Linked DNA regions of Sus scrofa: region 2 is linked to region 1. Evidence: chromatin contacts called from public HiChIP or PLAC-seq data. All regions are on one chromosome and are shown on one strand. The core of a region is the stretch at or near the end of the contact, and the rest is flanking DNA. Distances in the headings are between cores, read along the strand shown. Region 1 holds the start of DENND4B (DENN domain-containing protein 4B). Region 2 overlaps GATAD2B (transcriptional repressor p66-beta).

What was found. HiChIP or PLAC-seq counts read pairs in DNA pulled down with a chosen protein or histone mark.
Region 2: an H3K27ac HiChIP or PLAC-seq map of skeletal muscle shows a contact between it and region 1. The contact joins the enhancer-like site here to the promoter of DENND4B in region 1. A contact is called at or near these places in 1 of 5 promoter capture datasets (liver), 4 of 47 Hi-C or Micro-C datasets (epiblast stem cells, fibroblasts, liver and 1 more) and 2 of 2 datasets of contacts at active chromatin or transcription factors (alveolar macrophages and skeletal muscle).

What each region holds. Positions count from the first base shown.
Region 1 is chr4:95,742,574-95,749,741 of Sscrofa11.1, reverse strand. It overlaps DENND4B (DENN domain-containing protein 4B), which reads right to left and starts at 3,864. Exons shown (of 28, transcript XM_013997083.2): 1 at 3,090-3,864; 2 at 393-731. The coding sequence starts at 709. CRTC2 (CREB-regulated transcription coactivator 2) reads right to left here. Exons shown (of 13, transcript XM_021089801.1): 11 at 5,609-5,878; 12 at 4,903-5,089; 13 at 4,112-4,771. The coding sequence ends at 4,551.
Region 2 is chr4:95,851,768-95,858,935 of Sscrofa11.1, reverse strand. GATAD2B (transcriptional repressor p66-beta) reads right to left here. Exons shown (of 11, transcript XM_021089804.1): 3 at 6,134-6,263; 4 at 5,074-5,205; 5 at 4,450-4,581; 6 at 3,724-3,894; 7 at 2,882-3,194; 8 at 452-654. Among named protein-coding and RNA genes, the nearest start is that of SLC27A3, 48 kb to the left of the region's middle. Within about 2 kb of position 3,000, at least 1 of the 83 cell types and tissues checked has an H3K27ac peak or open chromatin away from gene starts, as enhancers often do. A contact at or near this core is called in skeletal muscle, where this site is marked.

The sequences.
Region 1 (7,168 bases), core at 2,615-5,114:
CCAGCCTTCCATGGGTCTCCAGCTCATGAGTAAATGCTAAGCAAGAATAAAAGCTACCATTTATTGACTCTGCTGAGTCCCTTATGTGGGTGATCTTGTTTCATCTTCTCAACCACCCTGTGAGGAGGTATTATTTTCCCCAACTTACAAGTGAGGAAACAGGCCCAGAGGGGCTCGTGACCTGCCTAATGTCACACGGCTAGCCAGCAGCAGCACTGGTACACAAACCCAAATCTGTGTGAGGATTAAGTACACACAACTTCAGGCCCTTCTCCCTGGCCTCTAGCCCACTCTCTTCAGACTCCCATTGCACCTCCCTCATCCCATGCCCCTGCTTCTCCCCAGATCTCCTCCCAGCCTCCCCTGGTGCCAGCATGGGGAGATGCACACACCCCAGTTCAACGAGGGGGGGCTTGTCACGGCCCCTGCGGTAGCAGATGACGGGCTGAGTTCCACCCAGGAGGCCAGCACTGAGTTCCAAGGGGTGGCCCCCAGTGGAAGCCTGGATGCAAGTGTAGCCCTGGGGCACCTCCTCGCCCAGGGCCCTGGCGATGACTGCCACATCTGTGATGGGCTCAGCTGGCCGGGGAGGGCGCAGGGGCCCACTGGGTTCAGGCACCCATGTTTCCTCGGGGATGGGTGCTCCATCCCCTGCAAGCCCAGCTATCACGAAGTAATCCACCAGCCGGGGGGGCCGCTCCTCCGCCATGGCCCCCCCTCGCTCACTGCATCTGGAATGGTCAAGTGGGGGAGAGACGAAGTGAGGAAGGCTGGTGTTGCCATGGCAATCAGGGTTCCCACCCCCCCTTCCTAGTCCTTTCAAGGAAAAGCAGGACCAGTAGCCAACCAATCCTGAACGCTCCCGCCTGTGACATCACCGAGCCCTCGAAGCCCACCACAGCTCCTTAAAGAGACCAAGACCCTCTCTCTCAGTGGTACCAGCCCTCTTCCCAGAGAACCCAACCTCCACTATGCTGCACAGAGCCATCCTGGGCTCTGACATCATATACTTTCTGTATCCCTTTTAAAGGCCCCACCCCTCTCCACTCCCTAACATAACAAAGATCACAGTCTTTTCAGTAACAGCCTGCAATGACATCATTCATTCTGGCCGTGACATCATGCCAACTTTACAGTCTTTATAAGGTTTTCCGCCCTTAGCACTAGTCGACATTCTAAGAACCTCATGAAAGAGGCCACCTCTAGGTTTTTGTGAAGACCCCCACAAGACCCAAGCTTTAAGTGTCTTTTCACCAGACTCAAAAGCATCCTTTTTCCTAACCTAACTCCACCAACCTGACCAAAAAACCAGTGCCCTCCCACTCCCAGGAGCCTCAGGTGTCCCCAGTTAGTCCAAAGCATCTGTGGCAGACAGTCCCAGCCAGCCCCAAGCCCTCCTCCATGGAGCCCAGAGATGGAAACAGGCCCACCAACAGGCCTTCAGTATCTCTTCTCACCTGCCTCCATGGCCCAACCCCAGGGAGTAGGAGCCCCAAGGGTCCCGGGGTGCCCCAAGAAGTTGGAAAAGAGCTTGGTGGGTGGCTTGCAGCAGAGGATCAGAGGCGTGGGGGCTGCTTCAGAGGGGAAGGGAGGTGACTTCCTGAAACAGTGGAGGGGAAGCTGCAGCTCAGCGGAAGTTAGCCTATGGGTGTGTGTGTGTGGTGGGGGGGGGGGGTACTGTGGAAGGTGCCAGCACAGCATCCAGCCAAGTTGGAGTCTGAGACTAAAGGACCGGGAGCACGGCAGGAGGCTCAGACTGGATCCAGGATGTACAGTCCTACTTAACCTCCCACCTTTTCCCACAGAAGAGGGATGCAAGGGAATCTCACGGAGCCAGGCTGGCTCTCCTTAACCTGGCCTCTGGCCACACACACGCACATCAACCCCAGCTAAATTTAGTCTCCACATCTGCGAGGTGAAGCCAGGAGTCAGCGTCAGACTCCTGATTTAGCTCTGGGGCACAGCCCCGTGCCTCGTCCACCGCAGGCAAATGGGAGCCCTATGCCCTGTGCCCGGGTAGCAGGCGGGAACCATGAGGTGGGACCAGCAGAGGGGCGACAGGCCCCCATGGGCAGGATCTGCGCACCCGGGCCTCCCTTCACCGAGCCAGGAAAGAGTCCTGCAGAAGGCACCCTTTCTCCCTGCGGAAGGCAAGGGGCAGGGAGCGCTGCTCCGGGTCCCAAGGCCCACAAGCCGGGCGACGGGAAGTTTGGGTTGGGGCAAAGGGCGCGCTGAGCGGGAGGAAGCTGAGGAGGGAGCGGGAGGGTTGAGAGGAGCGGGCGCGCCGGCGGCCGGGGATGTGACGGCAGCAGCGCCGGCCGCCGCGTGACCCGAGCCGAAGGGAGGGGTGCTCGGGCTCCGGACCCGCGGGAGCAGGAGGGGTGCAGGGCGCCTGGGCACAGCTAGCTAACTCCGGGATGCGCCCTCCCCTCCACTTTCACTTCCCCAGGAGAGAGGAACCGGAACCAGATGTGCAGCGCCGAAGAACAGCTGGGGGAGAGCCCCCGCCCGGCCGGCGCTCCCTCCCTTCCTTCCCCGCCCGCTGCCCCGCCCGGCCAAGCCCCTACCTGCCTGCCCCGCGACTCCCCGGCCGGCCGGCCCGCAGGCGGGTGGCTCGGAGGGCGGGCTGGCGGGCCGGCGGGCGGCGGGGCTACCCGGCCCCGGACATGGCGCACCCGACTCGGGCGCCGCTCCCGCTGGAGCGGCGAGTGAAGGAAGAAGAGGCGGCTGAGGGCGGCGGGGCGCGGGGCGCTGTGGAGGGAGATCCGGGCGCTCCCAGCGTCCCCGCCGAGCTGCGCCACGCGGGGACTGTGCTGCCGCGCCGCTCGCTCGCGCTGCCCGGTCCTCCCGGCTCCCGCTGCACTGGGGGCCGGGTGCTCCTCCGCGCGCCCCGCTTTCTCCGCTCCCCCCACCCCCCTCCCGGGCTGCGGGCGCTGCCGCTCCCCCCACCCCCCTCCCCGGTCGGCGGCCGTGACCCTGGCAGCGCCTGCCCAGCGCCCGGCCGCCTGCAGCGCGACCCCTGGCGGCTGGGAGGGCCCCTTGCACGCAGGCGACTTGCCACCAGCCAGCCATAGCCGCAGGACACTGACCCCAGGCGGCCCTTGAAGTCCAGGGCGCGCTCCCGTCCCGCCCTTGGTCCTAGTCAGATGAGGTCTGCCTGCCTGGGTGAAGGCCCTGAAAGCCTGGTTTCTGGAGACCCAGGTGGCTCCCCCTACTTCCAGGTTCAGTCCCTCCTACATTCCCTTCCAGGCTAAGCCAGAATCTCTCAGTTCTCTTTTCTGAAAACGACAAGTTTTGGAAAGGGGAAGAGAAGAAGCCAGGGTGTGGAAAAGCAGCAGAGATGGGGGCAACGAAGGAGGGGCCCTACTCTCCTGACTGCTGTGTGGGGAAGAGAGGAGAGCAGAAGCTCAGATGGGAAGGATTCCAACCCAAGCCAGAAAAAGGCAACGTCCTCAAAACAAAGTTGGCACGCAAGCCTCAGCGAATGAATGAGAAGAGTGGAGAGCACGGAGTGAATTCGTGCCTAGTGAAGGGGCAGGAATGGGATTTATGGGCTTCCCTGAGACCTAGAGGCATGGGGTCCGAGACAGGCTGGTACCACACCTAACTTCCAGGTCCTCTAGGCTTAAAGGACCATAAAGAAGAGGGAGCCGACCTGAGACCTACCTGGTGCAGGTAGTTTTTAAATACTCTCTCCTTGGGGGCCTTAGCAGTGAGACCAGCTACCCTCCTGGGAAAGCTGGGGTCATTGTACCAGAAACGTTCAGAACCCAGAGCTCAGCCAGCAGTCACCTCCTCACCTCCCAACTCACTGCCAGGCCTCACGGTTGAGGAAGAGCAGTAGCTTGTCTGGCCAGAGTCCTTGTCCTCTGATGCCGCTGCAGCAAGGTCCTGGTCACATGAGAGGGCATACATCCGTCCTACCACAGGAGCCTACACCCAGCCTGGACCTCCATATCCAATGCTGCGTACAAATTCTGAGGCTGGGGGGCACCTTCCACCAACCACATGGCATTGACAAGATGCAAAACCGCGTAACCGACAAAAGGGCCTGCACCCCAAGAACCTCCTAGATCCCCGTTGCATCCCAAACAGTAGCCAACCACACCATGGGTTTGATATGATTTTTTTATTAACATATAATATATTTAATAAAAAATAATATCCACTCTGGCTCTTTCCTCCATTGCAAGGGGAAGAGTGGCGAGGAGGGGCTGGCACTGCCCACCCCTAGGCATCCGGACAAGCCCTGCCTCCGGGGCTCCCCTCTACCCCCCTGCTTTCCAACAGGCTCTGACCTCCAGACAGACGGTTCAAAGTTACAAGTGCTTCAGGCCCTCCCTTGAGCTCCCCTAGGCCCACCCTTTGTGCAGAATTTAGGGGCCACCTGGACACACCCCTTGCTTCTTCTCATTCTTAGGATCCCTCGTTCACGTTAGAAAGAGGATCTGGGGGCAGAGAGTGGAGTCTCTACTGGCCAGGGGGAAGGGAGAAAAGGGACAGTGACGGCGGGGGACAGGGCCGAGGAGAGGGATGGCGATCAGGTGCCCTCACTGCAGCCGGTCACTGCGGAACGAGTCCTCCACAGCAGGGTCGGGCAGCAGGGCACAGGGGTCGCTCAGCATGTTGAGCCCCTCCAGGCCCAGTGGCTCCATGCGCAGCTCCTCCTCCAGCCCCAGGCCCAGCTCCAGCCCAGCCGTGGACACCTCGAAGCCAGGCACTCCAGCCAAGGCTGCCGCAATCTCCTTAGAGAAACCTGGGGAGGATTCTCCTGTGTGGGCAGAACAGACAGGTGAGGACCCCACACCCTGTCAACGCCTCCAAGGTCCCCTTGGCCTCCTGCCGCGCCACCCAATGTGTCACGCCCTCCTTCCATCCCCTGTTACCAGCCACATTTCTTACCCGTGAGGATGATGTTGGGCCCTGAGCCATGGCGGGAACAGTGGGTTAAGTTCTGGTGGTTGAGGGTGTGGGGCTCCTGGGGGCCACTCACTGGCCCCTCACCCCCTAAAAATCCAGGCCCTTCGGAAAAGCCAGAGGCATCCAGCGCCAGGCTGGTGGATGGGTTGTCCATGCTGAACGGCTCCAGCTACGGACACACAGACAGGCCTTGAGGAGGAGGCCTTCAGAAGAGGGTGCCCCTGCCTGCCTGTGCCTAGCCCGGCTGACACATCCCCCGGCCCAGAGATCTTCACACACACCCCTACCCCATCCCCCGCCACCACAGGAACAAAAGCAGAGACAGAGGGAGATGGGCACAAGCAGAGCGACAGAAGTGAGCAGAAGTGAGCACGGGGCCCCAAGTAGGTGTGGGCACCGTACCTACTGGGACAGAGCACGCATGTGCCAGGAAGACAACGGGTCAAAGCAGTAGTCATCAAAGAGCAAGCTGCACGGAGGTAGCTGGGGGAGAGGGGCGGGAGTGGGGGTCAAACGCAGGAAGAGAGGAACCCCAAGCTGGCGAGGCTAATACCTGGCAGGGAAGGAAGAAGGATCTCCTCCACCTAGATCTCCCAATTCAGAGGGCCCCGCGACACTGCTCAGGCTCTTTGGACCCACCTCCAGCTCCCCCCACCCGCTTCTGAGCTAGGGCCCCCCGGGTACTCACGTTCCCCAGGCTGAAGTCACCCATTGGCCGGTGGTAAGACTGCTGCCCATGCCCACTGGAGCCGGGTGGGTACAGCATGCCATAGTGCAGCTGCCTGCCCGGGGGCTGCCCACCCGAGGGCTGCACTGAGCAGGCTTGAGATGGCAGCCCTGGCTGCTGTAGAGGCTTTGGGGTGGGAGGCTGGGTGGGCAGAACCAAACTCGGGGGGCTGTATGGGTATGGAGGCAGCCGCTGGTCAGTGGGCAGCTTACTGGTGTCCAGGGGGACGCCCTGAAGAGAAGCAAGGAAAAAGCGGGGAGCTTAGCCCTCAATGTAGCCCTAAGAGGACCTCTTTGTCAGGGCTTCCTGCCAGCTGAGCTGCGCCCAGCCTCAACACCAACCCCATCATGTACACTGGGCATCACTGGAGTGTGCCACCCAAAAATACATCTCAGGAGTTCCCATTGTGGCACAGTGGAAACGAATCGACTAGGAACCATGAGGTTGCGGGTTCGATCCCTGGCCTTGCTCAGTGGATTAAGGATCCAGCATTGCCGTGAACTGTGGTGTAGGTAACAGACAAGGCTCGGATCCTGTGTTGCTGTGGCTGTGGTGTAGGCCGGCGGCTAGGCCTCCGATTCAACCCCTAGCCTGGGAACCTCCATATGCCGCAAGTGCGGCCCTAAAAAGACAAAAAAAAAAAGGAATCTCAGAATGCAAGTGACTCAGTGAGGTTAACATAAGAATACTTTTGAATCCACTCCAGGAGTCAACTATTCCTAAACCTTGGTACTTTTAACTACGACTGCTAACCAACTACTCACAAGCGACCGACCACACAACAGTGACCTTAAGAACTGCTGTTCTAAAGCCTTGGAGAGGCCAGAGGGAGAGCGAGAGGAAGGAGGGAACACAGACTCACTGCAGGTTCTAAGACACAAGAGCCCGCTGGCCTGGCATTAGTCTCTCCTACAGAAAAGGGGTCCTGCATAAAGATGGAACATAGAACATACATTCCAGGGAAGAACAATCAAGGAGGAGGGGAAAGAAGGGTAGAGGAGGGGGAAGAGGAGCATTAGGGCGAAAGGAGAAGGGGGCAGAGAGAGCAGAAGAGAAGGATGGGAGGGAGGGGAGAGCTGAGAATGCTAAACCCTAAACCAAGAATCGTTAGTTCTGGTCTTAACTCTTCCTGTCGTGCTGTGTAAGTCTAGGAAAATCACTCTTCCTCTGGGCCCCAGCCTCCTCATCTGTAAAATGAAGGGGCCAAGCTCCATGATCTGACAGCCTCTGACTCTATGAAAGGAGTTCCCTGGTGGCCTAGTGGGTAAGGATTTGGCGTTGTCACTGCTGTGGCACAGGTTCGATCCGGGCCCAGGAACTTCCGCATGCCGTGGGCATGGCCAAAAATAAATAAATAAGTAAAAAGTAAAATAAAAATAAAAATACGTGGAGTTCTCCTGTGGCACAGCAGGTTAAGGATCCAGTGTTGTCACTGCAGCGGCTCAGGTCGCTGCTGTGGCTTGCACAGGTTCGATCCCTGGCCCGAGAACTTCTGCATGCCTCGGGTGCAGCCAAAAAAGG
Region 2 (7,168 bases), core at 1,751-4,250, 110 kb before region 1:
GTGAGCTGTAATGTAGGTCACAGACGTGGCTCAGATCTGGAGTTGCTATGGCTGTGGCATAGGTGGGCAACTACAGCTCCAATTTGACCCCTAGCCTGTGAACCTTTATAAACCAGAGTGCAGCCCTAAAAAGCAAAAACAAAGAATACGGGAATTTCTTTAGTGCTATTAGGGAAAGCCAAGAGCCTTAAGTCTTTTGTCCCTTTCTCTTAATCTCAGCCGTTATATGTCATTATGTTCTTACTCAATCAGAAATAGTCAAATGGAAAGGAGAAAGGTAGAAAAGTAAGAAGGAAAAAAGGAATCCAGGCTTCCAGGTTCTAGGAACTTAGATCTAGAAACCTAGACCACATGGACTGTGGGGATCATACAGATGACTCCTCTAAACTAGAAGGAACTAACTTTTGAGAAAACCCAACCTGGGCAGGTGAGAAGAAGTCAGAATTCTTACCTGTTCCTGCTGTAGGGCTTTAACAAAAGCGTTCTTCAGCCTGTTGGTGTGTTCTGCCTTTAGAGCTTTCTTCTGGTTGGAGGTCATACATTGCTCACATAGAATCTTACCATTCTTTTCTTGCTTCCAGTGAGGGGTGAAATCTGTGCGGCACTGGGCACAAACAAAGGGTTCGACCCGCAGAAGTGAGGCACAGCTTTTCCCTACATGCCAACAAAAAGAATAATCAGTGGTTTTTATATTTCCTCTTTATCTCCTATTTCTCTTCATCAGATGGATCTTTTCCCAGAAGTTTATTCTGTTGATTAAGAAAGTGACTCTAGGAGTTCCCATTGTGGCACAGTGGAAACAAATCCAACTAGTATCCATGAGGATGCAGGTATGATTCCTGGCCTTGCTCAGTGGGTCGGGGATCCATGAGCTGCAGCGTAGGTCGCAGACGCGGCTCAGAATACGGGAATTCTGTTGCTGTGGTTGTGGCTGTGGCAGGTAGCAACAGCTCCGATTAGACTGGGAACCTCCATACACTGCCGGCGTGGCCCTAAAAGGACAAAAGACAAAAAAAAAAAAATGACTCTAGGAGTTCCCTTTGTGGGCACAGTGAAAACAAATCCAACCAGTATCCATGAGGATGCTGGTTTGATCTCTGGCCTCGCTCAGTGGGTTGGGGATCCAGCGTTGCCATGAGCTGTAGTGTAGGTCACAGATGCGGCTTGGATCCCGAATTGCTGTGGCAGTGGCCAGCAGTTGTAGCTCAGATTTGACCCCTAGCCTAGGAACTTCCATATGCCACCAAGTGCAGCCCTAAAAAGCAAAAAAAAAAAAGGAGAGACTATAATTTATAAAATAATTCTATTTCATTTGATAACAGCAGTTAAGGGAATTAGTACTATCTCCATTTACAAATGAAGAAACTAAATGTAAGAAGCATAACTCCTAAATGACAAAGCTGGAACAAGAACCCAAGTTTTCTGATTTCCTATGATAAAATGCTAGGAAGAAAATACGAGTCAATTCAGAATGGAAGGGCTCTACCTAATTCAGCCAAAACTTTTGTTTCTTAGAGTCTCTACCTCAGACTATTACTTATCCCTATCACATACATTCATAATTTTTACTTATCAGTGTCCGAATTATTCATTGATCTGTTTATAACCAATATTGGGCCCATTAGGCACTCTCCTCTACTGTCAGGTGTTCCCCTAAGTCTTTATGTTTAGAAATTCAGGCTCAATAACTTCTGTTAGCATAGACTATGTGATGTTAATAATTTAGAATTTGATTCAGTGTTGGTTAACAGCTTTTATGTGGTTATAGTTATCTTTATCAGTCTATTAACTATAAGCACTCAAACACCAGGGACTGAATAACACAGCACAATGCCACATAAACACTGATATTAAAAACAGGGGTTCTGGGAGTTCCTGTCGTAGCTCAGTGGTTAACGAACCCAACCAGTAACCATAAGGTTGTGGGTTCGATTCCTGGCCTCACTCAATGGGTTAAGGATCCGGTGTTGCTGTGAGCTGTGGTGTAGGCCGGCAGCTGTAGCTCTGATTCGACCATTGGCCTCGGAACCTCCATATGCCGCAGGTGTGACCCTAAAAAGACAAGAGACAAAACAAAACAAAAAACAGATGTTCTGGGAGTTCCTGCTGTGCTACAGCAGGTTAGGGATCTGGTGTTGTCTCTGTGGCAGCATAGGTTCAATCCCTGGCCAGGTGCAGTAAGATAAGGATCTGGTGTTGCCACAGCCATGCCATAGGTCACAGCTGCAGCTCCAATCTGAATTACTGGCTCAGGAACCTCCACACCCAACGGTGTGGCAAAAAAAAAAAAAAAAAAAAAAGAGTTCCCGTCATGGCTCAGTGGTTAACAAATCCAACTAGGAACCATGACGTTTCGGGTTCGATCCCTGGCCTTGCTCAGTGGGTTAAGGATCCGGCGTTGCCGTGAGCTGTGGTGTAGGTCACAGATGCGGCTCGGATCCCGCGTTGCTGTGGCTCTGGTATAGGCCGGCAGCTACAGCGCCGATTCGACCCCTAGCCTGGGAATCTCCATATGCCATGGGAGAGGCCCTAGAAATGGCAAAAAGACAAAAAAAGAAAAAGAAAAAGGTGTTCTAGTCTTTAAATTATGTATGCATCATGCTAGGCACATTTAAAAGAACTAAGGAATATACTGCAAAAAATAGATAAGCTACACTATACACACAATAAAAACATTAAGCCTAAGATATACACACACACAAAAAGCTTTTTGATATGGTGCTCCCAAAGAGCCTCTGAATAAGGGATGGGACATAGTCTGGCAATAGTAAGGAGAGATTATTCAGTATTACATAGTGCCCTGTGATACTCTGCCTGTATCAATCAGGTGTGGCAACTGCCTACTCAGATAAAAAGATTGAGCAGAAAAAAACAGCTTTACCTTGGCTGTCGATGACACTCTGTACAACTTCTTCCAAGCCTACCATGTAGATGAACTCGCTATTGGCTGCACTAGGCAGGAAATGAAGCAAGGGAGCAGGTGGTTTAGGGGGTGGAATCTCCAGGAGTGTCTTTTCCAGCTGTTTGCGAAGAGCCAATTTGGCTGCAGCCTGTGAGTTGGCAGCATCAGTCATGGCGCTGGGGCTAGGAAGTGGTGAGGACACTCTGTTCACGGTCCCTGGCTGGATATGGGAGGCAAGGTTCATATAGATGGCAGAGGATGTTGTGCGCTGACAGGGAACAGAAGAACTTGACTGCTGAAACAGATTGAGACAGACTGAGTATAGGGGTCAGTAATCGTATGTGGGAGAAAAAAACAATTCTTACTTTTGAGGCAGGGAATACTACCTGATCCTAGTGTGAACTACTTAGCTCCCCTCAAGCTCAGAAAAAGACATGAGGCATCCAACTTCAGTGAAAAAGGACTCTGGCACATAGGAAAGGAGAAAGATAGTGGCTATGAACTAAAATTGCTAAGAGAAAAATAAAGATTTGGAATGTTTTGTCATATATTCTTATGCTTCTTATTCCCTAGATTCTTTTATCTCTTTCTTCTAGAGAGCTTTTAGCTTACTGCTGCTCTGCTGCTCTCTTCTCCACTACTATAGTCATATAATTTCTCAATGTTTCTACTTTTTGGGACTGCTGTCAACCCACCAAAATTAGGACAAAATTTGTTGTCTTAGAGTTTCTCAATGTCCAAAAAACTTAAAATCTATGATTCTTTCAACCAGGAAAGTAAATAAAAGACAGCTATGTTTCCACATTGGGGCTCCCTCTTACCGGCTGGTAATTGATAGCAGGATTCATATTGGGTGTTGTAGTGCGTACAAGGCCAGGCTTAGGTGGGCCCCGCTGACCCTGTAGCTGGGCTGGGTTTGGTGCAATCACACGCTGAGACATCAACATGTGTGGGAGGGTGGTGTTGGTCGCTGAACGGATGACACTGTGACCCTGAAGGGGAAGAAGAGGAAAAGATACAGTCCTAGGTGGTAAAATGCCCCACAAAATGCCAAAGAGAAAACACTACCTATAACATATAGCTAAGTGGAAACACAGAAACACAATAATTTCATCTAATGGACTATGGGAAAAATCATCATCATCAAAAACCTGATTAGTGGCTAGAAAGTCCCGGGCCTTCCCCCCACCCCCGCAATTGCCCCCAATGCATATGGAAGTTCCTGGGCCAGGGATGGAATCCAAGCAGGAGCTGCAAACTACATCACCGCTGTAACAAGTCCCTGGCTTTTTTTTTGGTATAAGCTATTTAAACCTATATGGAAAAGAGGTAAGCTGGAAAGCACCGGTGTAGAAAGACTGCAATGGAAAAATAAGTTATTCATCTTTCTACTGTGGACTAAATCATGCCATAAAGGTCCAACAGGACCATCTATAGTAATAACACATCTATCAAGGCCAATTCTTCTATGATCTTCACAAAAGTCCTAAAACAGAGAGAGGATAATAGGGCCCCCTGACACTAAGATCCCACTATGGGTCACATACCTGTAATGTTCTCAAATTCTGAGGTTCAACCCCTTGGGCCCCAGGCCGGGAGGGAAGCTTGGACAGGCCTTGTTGTCCCACATGGGCAGGAGATGGCTGCACAATAGACGCTGCATTCTGTACAACTGGAGTCTGAGAGAGAAGAGAGACAGTGGAAAAAATGCTAATAATCAGAGGTAGAAATCTGGTACACTTCTAGACTTTCAAAACTCCCTGTCAGTCTGAAGCTCTTGTTGACCAGAAGGGAAATGAGTAAAACAGAATCAAGGTTTTCCTGATTAAGGCCCAAGATAAAAAAATATTCCACAGTTCCTGCTGTGGCACAACGGGATTGGCGGCGTTTCTGCAGCATTGGGACACATGTTTGATTCCCAGCCTGGCATAGCGGGCTAAGGATCTGGAGTTGCTGCAGCTGTGGCATAGGCCACAAGTGTGGCTTGGATCTGATCTCTGGCCCTGGAGCTCCATATGCCATGGGGCAGCCAAAAGAGAAGAAAAAAAAATTGTTCCTAAAGACAGAACCAGAGACAAAAAAGGCACCCAGCTCAATCTACCTGGGGTAGACCATTCTCAAACCAGTTTTTCTTTGCTTTCTGCAGGTCCCTTATTTCTCAAGCACAGTACCTTCTGGACTACATTTTCTTTTTGTAGCTGACTCTGTCTCAGTTTCTTTAACAGCACCAGTCGGGCTTCTTCCAATCGCAGCTCATCCCTCAGCTGCTTGATGAGCTGCTGCCGTTCCTCAATGCCTTTCCCCTGAGGAAACATGGAGAACATCAGCTATGGTAGCAGATCCTCAGAGACCTTTCCTGCAACACCTCTTCCTTTAGGTCCAAAACCTTCATCTTCCACAAGAAGCCCAAGTGGCAATGGAATTGTTATCTCTGTGTCCCTAGCACACAGCAGAACTGGCACAGTTCCTAGTGTTCAGTAGGTACTAAAAAAAATGTTTACAGAATGAAAGGAGGGACCACATATAATTGCTAATCAACTAGATTCCTGGCAAAATAGAAGAGTGGCATAAGAAAGACATTACTTTCCTTTAAAAGAATGTTTCTCAAGCTTTTAAAGCTATGTTTCCTCTAGAAATACATTAACTAAGGAATTCCTCCACATTCTGAGACCCAGGAAAGAGTATAGAGAGTATCCTTCCAGTTAAGTTTACTTTATGTGACTTGAATTATGAAGTTTTCATTTTACAAAAAGTTATATTGAATATGCTTTTTCAAACTGTTTTCTCCACTTGATTCTAATAGTTCCCTGTAAAAGGGCATGCCCTTGAGGTTAAGAATCACTTACTAAGTGTTTCAGGAGTTCCTGTCGTGGCTCAGTGGAAACGAACCTGTCTAGGATCCATGAAGATGTGGGTTCAATCCCTGGCCTTGCTCAGTGGGTTAAGGATCCAGTGTTGCTGTGAGCTATGGTGTAGGTCACAGACATGGGTCGGACGGATCCCACGCTGCTATGGCTGTGGCATAGGCTGGCAGCTGCAGCTCCAATTCGACCCCTAGCCTGGGAGCTTCCATATGCTACAGGTGTGGCCCTAAAAACAAACAAAAAAAGTTTCATCAATGGGTACTTATTTAGATTCAAAAAATAAACACTAAAAAAAAGAAATGAGGCTCTCAGGGAATTAAAAGAGAATAGGAGAGTCAAGAAATGAAGAAAAGAATCTTTCTTTTACCTTAAACATCTCTAGGTTGGCTGCTTTGAGTCTTTCTTCCATTCGGGAGCTGGAACGGGGACTGGAAGCCTCATTATCAGACAAAACAATGATGTCTGGAGAGGGAGTTAGCCTTCCTCGGTCTGGCTCACTAGACAAAAGGAAAAATTATGGTATTTCCAACAGTGAAAGTTCACAGAAAAGTTAAGAAAACTTTTCTACACCAAATGAAGAAGTCCAAGGGAACTTAAGTCTGTTCTGATTCACCCAGGGGAAGACAGAGGCATCCAAGTGCTAGGATAAAGAAGACATCAAGATGTAAGTGGTGACAAGACCTCAGCAAAAGTACTTTTCCCATCTAAATTCTTTACAGAGGATGCAGACAGAAAGACACTGACTTTAGGAATGGGAATAAGAAACAAGCATTTCCATTATACAGATTTTAACCAAAATTCCAAATGTTTTCTTTTTATTTTACCCTCCTTTGGGTTGTCTTGTTACACAGATGCTCAAGGAGGAAATGGTTAGCTTGACAAGGGAAGAATGGCAAAGGCAGTTGAGCCTATATGTCCACTCCAGGTACAGATGATATGTTGCTTGGAAGGTAACTCATGATACTGAAACAACATGGTCCTGGTCATCTGATGATTTATAAGAAAGGAGGTTATGTGACAACTCTAGTGATAGTCTATCCTGTCAAGACATAAGGCCAAAAAGGTACTACTGTCAGTGGCTTAAAGGAATGGATAGTGTTAAGTATACTGTCTACAGCCTTCTGGAGGATTAAACTCCAGAACTAAATATATGGGATGTGCATCCTGAGATGCCAGAGTTCAACTTAGCATCCTGCCCCAGAGAGAAACTGTCTAGAGATGACTTTGAAATTTAAATCTTTGAAATTTAAATCTTCCTGGAGATCCCTTTGTGGCTCAGTGGTTAATAAACCTGAGGATGTGGGTTCAATCCCTGGCCTTGCTCAGTGGGTTAAGGATCTGGCGTTGCCGTGAGCTGTGGTGTAGGTTGCAGACGTGGCTCGGATCCCATGTTGCTGTGGCT